Regions from separate parts of the Mus musculus genome. Here region 2 is linked to region 1. A link is a contact called in public HiChIP or PLAC-seq data. All regions are on one chromosome and are shown on one strand. The core of a region is the stretch at or near the end of the contact, and the rest is flanking DNA. Distances in the headings are between cores, read along the strand shown. Region 1 overlaps Ptprr (protein tyrosine phosphatase, receptor type, R). Region 2 has its middle 7.9 kb from the start of Gm10747.

Region 1 (3,967 bases), core at 601-3,100:
AAACACAAGAACCCCAAATCGATCTGTTTAAAAATTTGAGTAAAACTAGAACCTTAGATTAGAGTTCTAAAAAGAAATCAAGTATGTCTGTCAGTAAAGGCTTATATTGCCAGCTACTTGAGTGTCCAATGCAGGAGGAGGGTTTGTCTTCGCCACAGAGTGAGTTCAAAGATCTCCTGGGCAATGTGGTAGGGCTGTGCCTCAAAAGAAGAGATCTGGGAATATAAATTATGAGACTCTATATTCAGTCCCCAGTGCTAGTACACACACACACACACACACACACACACACACGTACAGAGAGAGAGAGAGAGACACACACACACATACATATATATATATATATACACACACACATACATATATATATATCACACAGACACACACACAAACACACATATACACATACACACTCACACACTCACACATACACACTCACACACACAGAATCACACATATACACACTCACATACACATACTCACAAACACACACACACTCACACATACACACACACACTCACACATACACACATATGCATACACACATACATATATATATATATATATATATACACACACACACACAAACACACATATACACATACACTCTCACACACACATACACACACTCACACACGTACATACTCATACACACCCAGACGTACACACATACACTCACTCACACATACACACACAGATACACACATATACATACTCACACATATGCATACATATACACATACTCACATATACTCACATATACACACTCACATATACACACACTCACACACACATATACATACACTCACACACACAAAGACACACATACTCACACACACAAACACACACACTCACACATACACACTTACACACAGACACAGACACACACATACACACACACACATTTACTATGTGATGTGACCCGGGAAATGGGGTTTATCCTTTTTGTCTTGGATTGCCCTTTAAGAATGAATCCTGCGGTTACTATTTCTGAGATCAGATATTTTCGCAGCATCCTTTTCCTAGTGGGTAGCAGGCAAATGTTATGAATACTATGACCACATGTCATTGTTCTTCATGGAACCAAGACCCCAGTAAATCAACAGCTAAGAGGGACGTTAGAACACATTGGAGCACTCCCCAGTCACTGCACCTCAGTGCAAGGGCATCTTAGCAGAGGGGTCCTCAGGTTCATGCGAGTTCCCAACAGCATCAGGACACCAGCTGACCATGGTTCATATGTCACTGATTTTCAAATGCACGTGGGTGTTACTGGGAATTCAGAGGATGAAATCTAATTTACAAATATAAGATTCAGAATGCAAGGTGGGGGCCTATGGACTAGTGTACTCCTATGACGGGGTTTTCATTCCAGCAGGGGTTGGGCAACATGCTCTGCTCCATGCTCCTTTGTGTGACTAGGCTGAGGGGCCTAGGGAAGGGGGGTGCTCACAGAGAGTCTGTGGCAGAGGTGGGGTCTGCTTCGAGCATCTTGACATGGTCTTGAGATGCCTGACTCTACATGTTGCACGGTTGCCTGCACACTCTCCCACCAGACTGTCCTCAGACACAGTTACCACAGCATTCCCTTTGTTTAAAGCTTGATAAAAGCTAAAACCCTGGGAAGAGCAGAAGTTCCACTAATACGCTTCTAAATAAAACACTCGTGGGTGCCTCACACTGAATTTGAACTACTTAGAAAAAGAAAAAAAAAAAAGAGAGATAGCCTATTTTAGCTGCATATATGCTCGAAAGTATTATTAAAAGTGGAACCGCAGACTTATGAATCTGCCACCAGAACTGTGGTGTCTATTTATAGATGTTGCCTGAAAGCCAGTAATAACAGAGCCCTGCCAGAGTCCCCTGGAAAGCTGTGTCGCTGCTTTGAACTGGAAACGCCCATTCAGCACAACACACTCGGGCCTGAACCAGAACACAGGAGTTTACTGCACACATGTAGGTTTGAGATGTGAGTACAGAGGACCTGTTCTTGCCTGACTTTGGGAGAACCACCACGGATCATAGTATCTTTCCTCCAGGATTTCTGATTCTGCCCAGTGCTCAGACTCGTGACTCATCAGCCACGAGATAAGCCCCATATCCAAGCCACTGTCTTGTTTTTTCCTCAGCTCTTAGCCATCCTCGGCTTCTCTAAGGAAACTGCTGTGAGATACGAGAAGATTATTTGCTTTTTTTAGACAAAGATGGAATTTCCCTCTATAGCCTGTGACGGCCTCAAACTCGCTGTGTAGTTCAGTATGGCCTTAAACCCTCTGTCATCCTCTTGCTCGGTATCCCAAGTGCTGGGATTTCAGGTGTGAGCAACAATGCCCAGCGTGAGGGGATCGGAAGATGCACTGTGCACAGGCTTGCAGCACCAGTGGGCAGAGGCCATTGCTAGGAAGCTGGGTCTGGTGGTGCAGGCCTGGAATCCCAGGAATGTCAAGGCCTGACTGGGCTTCAGTGAGTTCAAGGTCAGTTTGGGCAATGAAATTAAACTGTTGTCTCAGCAACAAAAAAACAGGGGATATAGCTCAGTGGTAGAATGCTTGCCTAGCAAACCTGAGTCCTTGGGTTTTAATCTCTGGCAAAATATATGTAAGCATGTATGTAGGCAGGCAGGCACACACACATGCATACATGCACGCATGCACACAAGCACGCAGCTAAACATGCAAGCACACACTGAGTTCAAAAAGGCCCATGGACCTTGAATATTATCTCTTATACGATTAAGATTTAGCAATCTAAGGACTGCCTGCCCTTTTCCCCATGTCATGGTCCCCGTTCAAATCATAAAATGATCAAGTCCTTTCCCTACCACCAAATGTTACAAAAATAGTTTGAATTTCTTATACTTCTTTCTTTCCTACTCTAGTGTTCTTCAAGGGAGTTTTGTGTGGTTGAATCGGCGTGGGTGGATGTGTCAACAGTTGGAAATGGGTGTCTGCTGAGGAACTTTTCAGACCTTCAGTGTTTCTTCTCCAGAAGTGTTTTAGAATTCTTTTCTTCCCCTCCTTCCCTCCTCACTGTATGCTTTTTAGCAAAGCACCTTCCACATGGCATGGTTTCATCAGGAAGTTTTACAGTGAACATTGCAAAAGCCTATTAACGTCTATCTAGCTATTTATGCATCCGAGTTAGAAATCATTAGTTTTGGATTTCTAATGAACCCCTTTTCCACTTACTAAGCCATATGATTTTGAACAAGTTACTGGCTGTTCCTTCCTCCCTCCCTCCTTCCCTTCCTCCTCCTCCTCCTCCTCTTCCTCCTGCTCTTCCTCCTCCTCTTCCTCCTCTTCTCTTCTCTTCTCTTCTCTTCTCTTCTCTTCTCTTCTCTTCTCTTCTCCCTCTCCCTCTCCCTCTCCCTCTCCCTCTCCCTCTCCCTCTCCCTCTCCCTCTCCCTCTCCCTCTCCCTCTCCCTCTCCCTCTCCCTCTCTCTCTCCCTCTCTCTGATGAGGTTTTTCTTATATAGTCCAGTCTGTCTTCAAATTCAGTGTGCAGGTGAGGGTGACTCTGAACTCCAGGTGCTACTATGCCTGGCCTAGTGGATTTTTTTTCTTGAAAAAAAAAAAAAGAAAAGAAAAGGAAAAAGGAAAAAGGAAAAGGAAAAAGCAAAGGATGAGATGAGAAGAGAAGAGGAATGTCCTCCTGCCACTGCCACCCATGGTGCTTCTGAGTTTATTTTGTGAGTTAGATGAGTCACGTGCTTTGAAGAGCATGGTGGAGACATCTTAGTGAGATACATTTCTGGCTGCCTGAATAACGCATTCTGAAATGTCTGAAAGATCCTGAGTAGAAGGCTAAGATGGTCAGGGAGATTATGAAGGAAGAGCAGAGGCTGAAGACTAGAGAAAGATAACGTGTAAGAGAACAGAGATGACGCTTGTATCCTTTAAAGACTGTATTTCTCCTGTTGCCTTTGTCCTGCCTTTCTTTCCTTCACCCCCTCCTCTGTCTCTCCCTT
Region 2 (3,967 bases), core at 1,093-3,592, 770 kb before region 1:
GCTGGGAATTGAACTCAGGACCCCTGGAAGAGCAGTTGGTGCTCTTAACCGCTGACCCATCTCTCCAGCCCTGCTTTTGTTTTTTAATGCTTGGGATGAACCGACGGCCTTGTGCAATGCTAGGCAAACACCTTACCACACCGCTGTTAACACGTCTTGATTTCCTAGTTTGTAAAATATAGAAAGCAGCAGCACCTCTATCGTTGAATAGGTCCAAGGGATAGAGTAACAGAACAGGTCCCGCTTACCGGTACTAGATAAACATTGGTGTAACACTTGGCTTGGTCTGGACCTCTGCTTCAGGAAACACTTGAGGCTCTTGGCAAAAAGAAAAGAAAAGAAAAGAAAAGAAAAGAAAAGAAAAGAAAAGAAAAGAAAAGAAAAGAAAAGAGAAAGAAAGAGAAGAGAAGAGAAAAGAAAAGAAAAGAAAAGAAAAGAAAAGAAAAGAAAAGAAAAGAAGAGAAAAGGTTTACTTTCGGCAGACTCTGCAGTTAGTTTTAATAATAATAGCTGCTCTCTTGTCGTCCCCCACATTGAGGGCTTTTTATACAGTATTATTTAAATGCCACGCCCAGGCTGCTCCTTACATGCTAGTACCATTTTCTGCTTTTAGGTGAAGATGGGAAGGTAAGGCCTCCTGCAGGGGCTCTGGGACTGAGTTTCCAAAACGTGGCTGCCCTCCACGTGGTCACAATTTAGTGCTGGCTCTAGTGGAGTCCCTGCTGTGTTACTGAGAAAACACTGGAAGACAGGCGCAGGCAGGCAGCAGCAGGCAGGCCCTCTCAGACTCCCTGTTCCCAGGCTTGCTGTTAGGTCTTAAACCAGAGACAAATGGCTGCCAGGCTCTCCCAGCATCCTTCATCCCTATCTGGTACAGGGTATTGTTGCATACCCAGCCCCGCTACCCTAAACTTCTTCAGCCCAGGGGTTGGGCTGCCCTCCCCCCATCTGCGCTTCCTTATATAATCCAGACATTTTGGTTTCCCGGTCCTTTTGTCTGCCCTTTACTCTCTTTCCTCTTGGCCTGGGCTGCCTTAGCCCGAGGCTCCTCTCTTGCTTTCCCTCATCCCACCCCTCCCACTCCACCCCTCTCGCAGTCCGGTTTGGTCCTGCTGGCCTGGACTCTTCCCTCTGCCTACTTTCTCCTTTATATCTACAATAAAAATATTTTCCATACTCGAGAGGTAGACATGCCCCCCTCCTTTTCTTTCATTATTTCTCACATTCACTTGCAAATTCTGAGACAAGTCGCAACTGGACACTCTACATGAGAGAGCTCTTGGTCATGAGCTCCGACCTGCACAGACAGTGGCTGCATCCGGCAGGAGGTGTCTCAGTCCTGATGTGAGGCCCAGAGGCTTCAACAAGAGGGAAATGCTTTTGAAGAAACTGAAAAGTGGAAAGATTTGTGGGGAGAGCCACATCCCCATAGCAAAACTTCCCCCAGAATCTCAGGCCCGGTTTCTGACTGTCCAGGGCTCAGCAAGCTCTGAGCCTAAGACCAGGCTCTTTAATATCCAGTGCCGGAAGTGAGGCAGCCCCACGTCCCCAGCGGTCCCTTCTAAAATACCTGCAGGGAGAACGGTGCATTCAGGCCATCCTCCCACCCCCATCTGACCTATCCCACGTGACCTGTTCCTTAGAAACCTTGGCTCTTTCTGGGTAGTACCCTGGGGCATTCTGGGACACGGGAGTGGGGACGGGTGGAGGGGGGGGGGGATATGCTGGCGTAAACTCCAGGTCAAGCTGACCTGGATGCCCTAAGAACCACCTGTTGCTGGGAATGCAAATCTGTAGAAATCAGAGACGAATCATGGGTCAAAATGGAAGGTAGAGAGTGTTTGGTGGAAAGTGTCTTTAAGAGTATTCTTGGGCTGCAGAGCTAGCTCAGCGGTCAGGAGCACTGGCTGCTTTTCCAGAGGACCAGGGTTTAATTCTCAGCGCCCACATGGCAGCGCACAAACTGTAACTCCAGTCCCAGGGAATCCAGAATCCTCTTCTGCAGGCATCACACATCAGACGCGGTACACATATGTATATACAGATGAAATACTCGTACACATAACATATCTTTAAAATATATAAGAGGGGTCTAGGTGTCCCAGAGACAAGCAATCTGAACTGTGAACTGCAGGATATTATCATAGATCATAGAATTTGTGAGTCTTAAAGGGGACAGTCTGAGTAAGGTTTTGATGACACATTTGGATCGTGGTAAATGCTTATTATTAGTCATCAACATCCAAATAATTGCTTTTGGGCGGGAGAGAGAGTTGTGTAGCTCATCAGATAGCTGGCTGGCTTTACCCACCAGGAGAAGAGAAATAAGTTGGTCATATGGCCACCAGGGGGCACTCCTGGCCCTGGGAGTCAACACCGGCGTGGCATTTATGATTCATAGGTAGACAGATGGGAGAAAGCAGAAACGTCTTGCTTGCCGGTGTGGAAGCCTCCAGCTAAGGTTGAGAAAGAAACCCCCTTTCGAGCTGGTGCTGCCTGGTTTCCCTGGCAGGAGCGGAAGTTGACCTGACCACCTGTAGGAGGGCATATTCCATTCAAACCAGAGAGTCTCCTGCCAGGATCTGGTTTCCTGCCTTCTCCCTGAAGGGCAACACCACTAATTCCTAAGATGTGTTTTATTTATTATATATATGTGTATATAGTAAATGTTTTTAACATATATATGTTATGTTTTTAACATATGTTTATATATATATCATATATATATATAGTTCAGTGCATATATATATATATATATATATATATATATACATATATACATATACATACACACACACACACACACACACACACACATATATACAGTATACACTGAACCATCTCTTCTGCCTTTTAATTTTTTTTTTAATTATAGTCTCATTAGGTAGCCCAGTGTGGCCTTGAACTTCTGGGACCTCGAACCTTGGAGGTTTTAGACATGAAACTACTGATGGGAAGCAGGAAGGCTGACATTGATGCTCGGGGTTCTCACTGTGGTGCTGAGGCCTTAGCGTGACGCTGGTGACACAGCGGGCTCAGGATATCACTGCAAAGGCAGTGTGGTCGAGGCTGATGTGATGGGCCAGCGAGATGGCTCAGCGAGTGAGGGTGCTTGCAGCCAAGCCTGGTGGCTTATGTTGGATTCCCAAGATCCACATAGCAGAAGAAGTGACTGATTCCAGTATGTTTCCCTCTGATCTCCACATGCCTACCCTCTGTCTCCACACGAAATGAATGAAGAATTAAATAAACCAATAAAAACATATAATAAAAGAAAAAAAGGTCTCTAGAGGGTCCCTCATATATATATTTTTAAAATTTCAATTGTTTGCCTCACTCAGCCACCCCTAAGGACACTAAGCCCTGCCACAGGTGGCCAACAACCAAGTCCACAGACTCAAGCCAGATATCAAAGCCCCTGCATTCTTTTTGACTGTTAATAGTAATAACAGTTATCGACTACAACCACATAAGAAACAAAATGAAAGCTGACTTCCTCTGGTACCCATCATCTCATTCAGCATGGCTGTTCTTCCTCCCTGCCCTAACTGAGCCCCCTAACCCCCACCCTCCCACTCCCACCCCCGTCCCTGTAGACTGCTCTCTGGGCAGCACTGTAGTCAGTAGAGCAGGGTTCCCCCTGGCATCAGGAACTGGCCTCTTGTGTAGAAGCTGAATATCTGTAACAAGGAGGCCCGTGCACTGTTCTGTGTACTGGCAAAACCCAGCATCAATACCTGAACAAATAACAGTCAGTCAGATAGACAGACAAACGGAACCATGCTTGCTTCTGGGTACACTAAACTTTTAGGGAACCAGCACTAAAGTTGATTTTGTGCATCACAGGGTGTTCAATAGCATCTTTGGCCTCTTCCACTATGTACCAGTAACACTTCCAGTATGATGATCGAAAACATCTCTCAACACTACCTAGTGTCTCCTGGGTGCAAGATCGCATCTGATGCAG

Evidence for each region. HiChIP or PLAC-seq counts read pairs in DNA pulled down with a chosen protein or histone mark.
Region 2: an H3K27ac HiChIP or PLAC-seq map of the NIH/3T3 cell line shows a contact between it and region 1, with 7 times the contacts expected there. The contact joins two enhancer-like sites. A contact is called at or near these places in 2 of 39 promoter capture datasets (frontonasal cranial neural crest and hippocampal neurons) and 2 of 115 datasets of contacts at active chromatin or transcription factors (the NIH/3T3 cell line and extraembryonic endoderm stem cells).

The regions. Positions count from the first base shown.
Region 1 is chr10:116,259,249-116,263,215 of GRCm38.p6, reverse strand. The region is part of intron 13 of Ptprr (protein tyrosine phosphatase, receptor type, R); the gene reads right to left. Among named protein-coding and RNA genes, the nearest start is that of Ptprb, 40 kb to the left of the region's middle. Within about 2 kb of position 1,850, at least 116 of the 459 cell types and tissues checked have an H3K27ac peak or open chromatin away from gene starts, as enhancers often do. A contact at or near this core is called in the NIH/3T3 cell line, where this site is marked.
Region 2 is chr10:117,032,381-117,036,347 of GRCm38.p6, reverse strand. No RefSeq gene overlaps it. Among named protein-coding and RNA genes, the nearest start is that of Gm10747, 7.9 kb to the left of the region's middle. Within about 2 kb of position 2,342, at least 28 of the 459 cell types and tissues checked have an H3K27ac peak or open chromatin away from gene starts, as enhancers often do. A contact at or near this core is called in the NIH/3T3 cell line, where this site is marked.